Linked DNA regions of Gossypium arboreum: region 1 is linked to region 2. A link is a contact called in public Hi-C data. All regions are on one chromosome and are shown on one strand. The core of a region is the stretch at or near the end of the contact, and the rest is flanking DNA. Distances in the headings are between cores, read along the strand shown.

Region 1 (5,491 bases), core at 1,548-4,047, 130 kb after region 2:
TTTTTTTTATAATGTTTCATTGAAAAAACATAAAGGATAGGTTTGGATTGACGGTGTGTTTAGTGTAAAAACAGCGTTGGTGGTGGATTAGATACTATAATGTGAGGCAAAAAGTAAGCTAAACGTACCGCACCGCCCCTAATTGCTCATCCAAACTCACCCTAATAAAAGAAGTGGGGTATGGAACACTGTGTAACAGTTATAGATATGATTAACACTTGTCTTTTATTACGTTTGAGAAGTTAAAAGTACTTTTTCACCTCAGAAGCAATAAAGAACACTTAACTATTGGGGTCAAAACTGAAGTGAAAAATTACTTTTCCACTCAAACGCAAAAGTTGGAATATAGGTACTTTTGGTTTTTGCATTTGGAAGCGAAAACTATCAAAATATCGTTATTTATATGAACTATTTAAAATATATGAAAAGTTAGATTAATTTATATTTTTATGTAACATTAATTTTACAAACAATTTATATTAATTACTTAAAATCCTTTAAAAAGTATTTAAAAGTTATACTTCATGTACTATTATATTAAATTATTTAAATATCATATAATTTAACTATTTTTAACTTTACACTATCATGTCTAAAAGGACATTTTAACCTTCAACCACAATTTTGACAATGATGAAGAACGTTAAAAATTAAAAAATCACACTTTTTCACAATGCTTTTCTATTACACTTTTTAAATTTTTTTTCTTCTAAAAAACACTTTTCAACCACAACAATGGAGAACTAGCCTTCATAGATGTGCATATTTTCAACATGGTCAAAATGTATTGTTAGTCTTTGTACTTTGGTAAAATTTGAGATTTAGTCTATATACTTGAAATGTTTAAAATTAAGTCATCTTACTTTTTTTTTATTTAAAAATCTCAATCTAGTTATTAAAGTTGTAAGCATTTTTTGTCAAAATTTGAACTTAGAATTTTTATTATGCTGTCCTCACATGACCTGACAGATGATTAATAAGAATTTAAATATGTTAAAATTAAAAATTTTGACAAAAGCAACCTACAACAAAATTACTTGCCTAAAATTTTTAAATTACAGAATTGAATTTTTAATTTTTAAAGTATAAAGACCAAATCTCAAATACAGGACTAACATTACATTTTAACCTTTTCAACATTCATGCAAACGTACGATGGAGGTGGATGAACCCTCCCGTTTCATTTCATTACCATCCCTAAGAAAACATTTGATACCTATGTTACTCTGACCCTTCATTTTCCGTAATATATTTCTACTGAACTCATGTTTGAACATGATTAAATCCAAAGAAAGCTTAACCGACTTCGAGTAACATAGGGTTTCTCAGAAATACCTCGGTATCGAGGTTGGAGGAGGAGAGCGAGGAAAAGCTACTTGAAGGAATGTGCAAATAGTATGGTTGAACTGGCGGAGCTGAAGCCTGATGTTGTAGTCTTTCTTGTAATCGAAGCCTCATGCTCATTATTTGCAGCCCAAGTGGCCAACCATTCGAATTTTCCTCATTATGATTCTGTCAAAACATATAACAGTGGTTAATACTCGACACGAAATCACAATGTTTATTTTATTTTGAAAATTAAAATTATTTAACGAAATCGATCTAATTTATATTAAAAATTCAATGATGTAATTCCATCAAAGATTATATGTTAAATTCAACAGCTTAATTTCGATTTTAAGACATCTTTGACGTCATCTTAGAGCAAAAATATTATAAAAGTTTTTGTATTAAAAGTTGTATTGTATTTTATTTTTCTATTTAAAAATGAGTAAATTAATGGTTATATGTTAAATTAAAGAGTAAACTGATTATTCTGTTAAAAATTTATTTATATTTTATTATTAAAAACTAATTATTATATGTTAGTATAAAGTACAGGTCGCATGCCATATAAGACTTTTTGATTATTTTGTTAACAATAAAAATTGAAAAAGTTTTTAATAAAAAATTAAATCTAATATATATAAATTAATTTATCTCATTTTCGACTAAATGAAATAAAATACATCTAACTTTTAGTACAGATTATACGCATCAAGATTCAACAGCTACCTCGAGGTTACCCAAAAGTGCGTCACCCTTGATTCAAACTAAGAACTTCTCACATGCAAGAAGCTTTCTCGCTATGGCAAATATTCAAAGTGGACAATACATTCAAATTCCGACACAAATTTTCTAAAACCCCATCATTTCATTTCCTAATTTCATTTCAGTCCTTAAAAAAAACTGTCGGTGGAATCACAGATCAGTGATACCAGTGAAAACCAATGAAAAAATTAAGCAAGAAAGTTAAAGTTGAAGCAACAAAAAAAAAAAAAAACCCAGAAACCGAATCATAATTTCCAGATCAAAACAACATGAAAAAAAATTCAAATTCAAATGCATGATAATAATAATAATAATTAAAATAAAGAGAGAAAAAAACCCAGAAAGAATATTACCTCAGTTGCCATAATTCGAAACTCAATGAAGAAAATGAAAAGGAAAAATGGGTGAGAAAATTGATTAATGGAAAAGAAGGTGAATGATGGCTGCCATGGCTTGACTCATCTGAGAGATTATTATTCCTTAAACGAGGAAGGATTGATTGGGAGAAATGGGTCCCAAAAAGAAGGGCTTTTTTTTTTTCATCGGCTTTGCAAAATCATATGAGAGAGAGAATAATTTATAGCTCTGATAAATCGCCATGGTGAAGCCATTAACAACAATGGTTTAACCTTTCAAACAAAAGATGTGAAAAATAAAAATGGGATGTTGTTGGTCAGTCTTTTTACATCACTCGGTCAGCCATTAATGTTAGGATTTGTTTGCTGTTTGATTAATTTTTAATGCAGGAATTTCGATAATATTTTTAACTTAATGAAATAAAGTGACCCCTCTGTATACATATACGTATATGTAATTTTATAGGTGAATTTTAGAGTAATGACAAGGGGAATTGGACAAATGAATTCACACTTCAAAAACACACCATAAAACCACCGTAAATGAAGCCTTTGAACTTTAAATGGGTTTTGCTCAAAATTTCAAGTATACCCATTCATTCATTTCCTTGTTTTTTGATGTCCGGGCTGTTAGTTTCACAAGTAAATGGCAGCCATTGCTGACCGGAGAAAACTTAAATAGACCCTCTTCATGACACCAACATGGGACCAAAAATTAGCCTTTTCTTCTATTATTCGTTTAAATTTAAAGATTATTTAATATTTTAAAATGTTTATTTAAAATATAAATTAAATTTGAATTTTATATTCAAGAGTCAAGTTTAATTTGACTCTGCCTGATTTTCAATATTTTATATATTTATATAACTTGTATAACATGAAAATAAAATATATAATATCATAATGTAATTATTAAAAAAAAGTTGAATTGTTTAGGTTTAAAATTTTAACAAAAATAATAATTAAATATAAATAAAATAACTTTCTAAAAAAAAATTGACAGACTTAGGATGGGTTTTGATTGATGATGCCTTTTGCTGTTAGTGTAAAAATAATGATGACGGTGAGATTAGATATTATAACAATACTGTAACGTGAAATAAAAAATAAACTAAATGCATTGCATCGCTCATTCAAACCCACTCTTAAAGGATTATAAATTAACCATTTACATTTATAAACCGTGTTAAAGTAAAATTTTATGATATGGTATTGATGCTATTCATGAGCTTGAATCAACTTGTAAATAAAAATGAAATTGAATATGGTTGAAATATGGTGAATACATAACTACACATACTCGAAAATATGATAAATGTTTTTTTTCCAACCTTGTCGCATTTATGTCTTAATTCTTTTTAAACTTTTCGTATTTTTATAGTTGTATTCTTGTCATAGATTTGTATTCGGTTTATTTTTTTTAGGAGAAAGGTTAATTTGTTTTAGGTAAAATTAATTAAAACTTAACAATCAAGAGTAATTTTGGGGTTAAAAAGTTAAAAATCAATCAATGTTTGGGGTTGTTAGAATCATTAACTTCACACCCTCTACTTTTGTTTTTCTTTCTTTGTCATTTAAGTTTCACGTTAGTCAGATCTCAGCCTAGAGTTTTCAGACATTAATATTAGGAATAAAATCATATTTAGTCCCTAAATTTGGTAGTTTTTCTCATATTGGTTTCTGTTTTTTTTTTGGTCATATTAGTTTTGAAACTTAAAAGTTTTTTTTAAATTGATCCCTAAATTTGAATTTCATTAAGGTATAATGACATGACATTTTAAAATTGTGCCATATCATTACCAAAATTTTAAAAAATATATAACTTTTTGTATTTTTTTAATACATTTTTATATAAATTTTTTTTTAAAAAAAATTCAGGTAGTTCAAGACCAGGGATCAAATTAGGACAAATTGCCTAATTTTGAAACCAATACGGATCAAGAAATATTCAAGGATCAAATTAAAAAAAACTATCAAATACAGAGACAAAAATATTACTTTTAACCCTTAATAATAATGGCAAAGGGTAAATGACAACCAAGTTAAAACAAAACAAAACAAAAGGTAGAAGGTGGTTTAACTTAACTTCCTTTGTCTTTCATTTAGTTTGTTGTCATCAACTTTTTATTACATCCATATATTATGGAATAATTTTAAATGTATGGTTAGTGTATGAGTTTTTTATTTATTTATTTATAATAATTCATTTTGATTCTCGATTCTTTTATATTAATTTTGAATTTTGAGGTTTTATTTTTGACAATATGATTTTATTTTATAATTTTTATATATTATTTGATAAAGTTTTAAAAAATTTCATAAATATTTCTTAAAAACTTTTTTAAAAATAAATAAAATAAATAATTTTTAATAGTAAATTTTTGAAAAATACTTCTTATATAGTATTTAAATATAAAATATTTATTTTTACATAAATTAAAATTTGGTTTGGTTAATGTAATTGTAGATTTTAACTTGTGAACAAAAAAACATTGATTCGAAATGATTTTTGATTTCTTTGTTATTTTTCTCCTCCCTACTCGTCATTGATAAAGACAAAAAAAAATAGTAGATGACAAAAAAATTTATAACTTAAATATTAATTATAATTATTATACTTTCCTCTTGAGGATTAGAATGTTAAGATTTAGAATTTTTGTCATATGAAAGACTCATGTACTACGATGCATCAAATATTATCCATATTTATGCTATATATTAAAATAATAGTTATTTAGATAAATGTATATTTAAAAATTTTAAAAATAAAACACGTGTCAAAATTTTAATTTCGTAAAATTAAAATTTCTGCCACACGTAAATCAAATAACTACCCTTAAAAAATCCCTAATAAGATAAATGCTTGGTTAATTTTTAAAAGAACTTTTTGTTTATTTTAGATTTTAGTTTATAAATATTAATACATATATATAAATTATAATTGTTGTCAATACAGAATGATGTGGGTTTGAGTGCGCTGAAGCGCATTATTCTCCTATTTATAAGTTGGGGAAGAGCTATATATAGTTTTAGGCATTATCTCA
Region 2 (5,222 bases), core at 996-3,495:
TTTTATGAACTTTTATAATTTTTGAATTTTTATTTTGAATATTTTTATAAAATTTAAATTATTTGTGATGTGACATATAAGAGCAAATAAATCCATATTATCATAAAGTGCACATAAACTATCACACGTGTTGTCACACCAACATCATTAAAAAATTAATGGTTTAGTCAGTTTTATGTTAAATAAAAATAAATTAACTCTTTTAAAAGATTAATAATCAAGTTTAATTCAAAATAAAATAAAAATTAAATTAACAAAAATTATAAACATTAAAGACTAAATTTTTCATTATTCCATTTCATAAATAACAAATCCCATGGAACCGACAGATTGAAGTCAGCTTTTTACAAACATACCTTTGAGACACTGTGGAATTGTCATTAAAAATCCATATTTATTTATTTATTTATTTATCCATATTAATAAAATGATAATGATAAAAATATTTTTTGAAAAAATAAATAAAGGCAATTGATCCGAAATCTTGGCGAAGTTGCCATGCGCTTACTTTTGGCACACAACACTCCCTCAGATTCCGCACTATACTAAAGGCCAAAAGCCAATTTAACTACTTCTCCACTGTCTCAAGGTATTAGGACTGCATCATCAACAACAACAACTAAAATTTTAATTCTTTTATTAAAATATTAAAATAACTATTATTTATTAAAATAATTAAAATTTTAAATTATTAATTAAAATTTTATCTTTTGAACAATAATTTAAATTTTTTAATTTTTCATTTAAATTCTAATGGTGATTTAAAATACGAGATGACAGATGAAAACATTAATCTAACAAAATAAAACTTCCGTCACATCATAATGATAATTTAAAATTACTTTGAAAAACTCAAATTGTCAGTCAATTTAATTATCATTTCATATTATTTAAGTAAATAATTAGAATGCCATATTATTATGTAATTAATTAATATATTTATAATATTCATGTAAAAATCCGCATTTTATGGTTTTAGAATACAAATGAAATAATTACTATAATTTATCATGTAAAAGTAAATAATTTTAATTTAAAATAATAAAATAACTTAAAATTGTGTACAAGAAATTATTTTTCTAATGAAATATTCCTTTTAGAAATATTTATAATTTTTTTAAAATTATCAAATGATATTGAAGAGCCACGAAAAAAAAGATATTTTCCTTCAATAAAATTTTAAAAATCAAAACACAAAATTAATATAAAAATTGAGAACTGAAAAAAAACCAAGAAAAGGTCATTTACGTAAATTCAGTGGATTTTTTAATTCCTCCCAAAGTTATCCCGTGAACTATCGCGCCCTCCGCCTGGTCACGTGGCTTTTGTCTTCTGTTTCCACAATCGCATCTCTTGTTTACGTGAAATAGCCATAAATATATAAACATAAGCTTAATTCGATATTTAAACAGTTAATATATATAAATAAAATAAAATAATGCATTAATTATATTATATCATTAAATATCTTTTCATAAAGATGCTTTGCCAACTACCTCTTATGTCATTTACCAGTCACATAAAAGTGGGCCCCCAATAATAAATCTCCACCGCCCATGTGACAGAACATGATGCTAATGACCTTTTACGGCCGTCGGATTAAAAAGTGTCCATCACAGTTAACAAAGCTCACTTGTACCAACATCAATCACAATTAATAGTACGATACAGATATTCCATTTATTTTTAATAAAATTTGAATGTTACGAATTTTGATAATATTTAAATTCAAATATTTTAATTATAACATTTTTAAAAATGTTTTTATATTAGTATAAATAAATAACTAATTCGATTTTAATTTCAAATACTAATTCTCCAATTTAATATAAATAATAGCTTTGAATTTCAAATTTTACAAAAAAATGTAAATATTTAAATTTTATAGAATTTTGCATCTAATCTCGTTCATGAGTTGAGTTGACGAAAAACAGAAATAAAAAGTTAAATTTTTGGTTAAAATTTGTTGTTTGCCCCTATATTTGTACAGAATTTGAGATTTGGTTTCTATATTATATGTTAAAATTCAATCCTCTCATTTTTAATTTTAAAAACAATCTAATAAAAATACTTCTGATTTAAGTAATTAGATTGAGATTATTAAATAAAAAGAATTAATTTTAACCTTTTATGCATAGGGATTTAATCTCAAATTTTGTCAAAGTACAGGGATTAACTTTAAATTTTTACCTTAAAATTTTCCTTGACTGTTATTTCACTGCAAACGGCCAAAGACTCTCACACTCACTGAGTTACTCACTAAATCAGCTTTAAAATAAGAAAGAAAAAAGATAAGAGAGAAATGTGAAAATGAGGCAATAGAAAAATAAAGAAAAAAGCAAAGCAAAACAAAGCAAAGAGGGAGAATTTTCGAAAGCTTTAAGCTAAGCTAAGATGCTAAGATTTACTCTCTTATGGCTTCTCGTTTTCCTTTTTGCATCTATTTCTTCATCTTCAGCACGGCCTGGTTAGCTTCCACACTACTCCTGTGTCTTTCTTTTTCAACTTTTTTATTTGGATAATTTTTTGAGGTTGCTTCTAGATTCGGTTAGGTATCTAAATATTTGAATTGTTAGATTAGTTGCATTTTGATTGAGCTTGTTAGAAATGACTCTTGATTTTCTATAATTCAGTGTACGGTTCGTTTCTTTCTTCAGTGATTTGCTAGATTGGCTTATTTTTGAATTGTGACTTTGTGTTTCGCGTTGATGATAATGAGTTGTGAGGTCGTGGATATGAATTTTTTTTATATGGAAAATTTAAGTCAATAGGTCTGGTTCAAAGAATCTAGGCAGTTGCTCGGTTTCGAACCTGTTTGGATGCGAGAAAATGTAGGAAAATGATCGAAGGATAATTTTTTAAGTTTTCTTTTTTTTGGTTCTTTGTATGCCATGCGGGTGGAAGTAATAAAGGAATTAAGCAACAAATTAGTTTATTAAGAAAAAGAAATATAACAATTCTTCCAAGGCCTAATGGGGAGAGGTATGAAGAATCTATTCATTGGTTGTGGATTCTAGAAGTATCTATTGTTGTTTTGGAATTTTAAGTTGGTAAAATGAAAGTGTACTACAATGGAACTTTGTCTTGTGAAACAAGAAAACACGAAAGAGTAGCATGGAAACTTTAAGTGGAGTTGCTTATCATATGTATATTGTTTATTTTGCTTCATTTGTAGCTTAGAGCTTGTCGATAAACGAGCATTTGCTTTTCATTTTCTTATTTAACAATTTCTTCTTGTTTGGTTTGTTTTTAACTCGGTCATGTTTTCTTACCACAGCACCTTATGCTATGCGTATAAGCTGTGGAGCTCGTCAAAATATCCGCACCCCACCAACCTATACACGTTGGTATAAAGATTTTGCATATACCGGGGGAATTCCAGCTAATGCAACGGCACCAAGTCATATCACTCCTCCACTAAAAACACTTCGCTATTTCCCTCTGTCTGAAGGACCAGAAAATTGTTACATAATTAATAGAGTACCAAAGGGGCACTATTCTGTGAGGATCTTCTTTGGATTAGTCGAGCATGAGATTGATAATGAACCTCTATTTGAAGTATCTGTTGAAGGCACCATAATTCATTCACTGAAATCAGGTTGGTCTAAAAATGATGAACAGGTGTTTGCTGAAGCCCTTGTGTTTCTTTTGGATGGCTCAGTATCTATTTGCTTCCACAGTACCGGTCATGGAGATCCAGCAATTATTTCTATTGAAATTCTTCAAATTGATGAAAGAGCGTACTATTTTGGACCAGGATGGGGTAGAGGTGTAATCCTGAAAACAACTTCAAGACTGACTTGCGGCACATCAAAGCCAAAATTTGATGAAGATTATAGTGGGGATCATTGGGGTGGAGATAGATTTTGGCATCCCATCAGAACTTTTGGAAAAAATGCTGATGCACCGAGATCTACTGAAAGTGGCATTAAAAAAGCTTCAACTGTGCCGAATTTCTATCCAGAAGCGCTTTACCAAAGTGCGGTTGTTAGTACTGATAGTAAGCCTGATTTAGCTTATACGATGGATGTGGATCCGAATAAGAACTATTCAATATGGTTACACTTTGCAGAAATTGATGCTACCATCACCAGTGCAGGGAAGAGGGTATTTGATGTCCTGATAAATGGTGACACTTTTTTTGAAAATGTAGATGTTGTGGGCATGAGTGGTGATCGCTATACTGCACTTGTACTTAACACAACTGTTGCTCTTAGTGGGAGGACTCTGACAATAACCCTTCACCCTAAAAAAGGCAATCATGCTATCCTTACTGCCATTGAAGTCTTTCAAGTTATAGTTGCTGAATCCAAAACTTCTCCTGAAGAAGGTATTACTTTCTGCTATTACTTATATAGTTTTGCTTCTATGACTTCTGCTGACTATTTATTCTGTGTATGAGAGGACCCAGTATTGGGAATTGTTTTTTACTGCCTATGCATGAACAAGATTCTTTCTGATTGGTGGTAGACATTTACTAACTTGTTAAAGATTCCTGGTTCTAGTTAGGGCTTTGCAGTCATTGAAGAAATCATTGGGGCTGCCTAATCGTTTTGGGTGGAATGGAGACCCATGTGTTCCCAAGGAGCATCCATGGAGTGGAGCAGACTGTCATTTTGATAAATCTGGCAGAAAGTGGTTCATTGACGGCCTGTAGTTTCTTGATCTTTTGTCTTATCATTGAGTTTTGTTTTGTTTTTTGTTTCTGCTGATATTATCCGTTCTTTTCAATCTTCTCATGTTGGTTTCACAATTTATGTGGAGGAAACTGATGTCTCTGCTATGGCCTCTTCCACCGTTCTTTGATGTGATAAAAGCCTCCTATGCTGCTATGCATATTAATGTCCAAAGGGATATTACTAAGATATTTTATCTATATTACTAGTGAACTTTTTCCACTTTAAGGAAGCTGTTAATCATAAACTGTTTCCATCTTTTTTCTATCTGCAGTACATGTTGCATTCTTAAGTTTTAACCAATATCATTCTACCTTGTTTGTGTCATATTATAAGTATGGAGAAGTGTGTGCTATTCACAAGCCTGGAAAAAGATGCACCTAACTACCTCTTAGCATTCTCAGCCACTTGACTACTCCTGTTTGCTAGATAATGGATCTTATCCCTTAAGAATTCTATGAGGTTCCTAAAAGATTCTCATATGTACTCACAGTTTTCTAGTTAATGAGCCTTGTCCACTTCGTTTGTATTTGTTAACAGCACTGC

The links. A called contact is a pair of places that touch in the nucleus more often than the background predicts.
Region 1: a contact with region 2 is called in a Hi-C map of leaf, with 3 times the contacts expected there. The contact joins the promoter of LOC108455818 here to the promoter of LOC108457384 in region 2. A contact is called at or near these places in 3 of 5 Hi-C or Micro-C datasets (all in leaf).

Annotation. Positions count from the first base shown.
Region 1 is chr9:64,427,481-64,432,971 of ASM2569848v2, forward strand. LOC108455818 reads right to left here and starts at 2,798. Exons shown (of 3, transcript XM_017754368.2): 1 at 2,445-2,798; 2 at 1,336-1,512. The coding sequence starts at 2,456.
Region 2 is chr9:64,293,363-64,298,584 of ASM2569848v2, forward strand. LOC108457384 (receptor-like protein 4) reads left to right here and starts at 2,246. Exons shown (of 9, transcript XM_017756413.2): 1 at 2,246-2,467; 2 at 3,278-4,330; 3 at 4,506-4,653. The coding sequence starts at 2,395.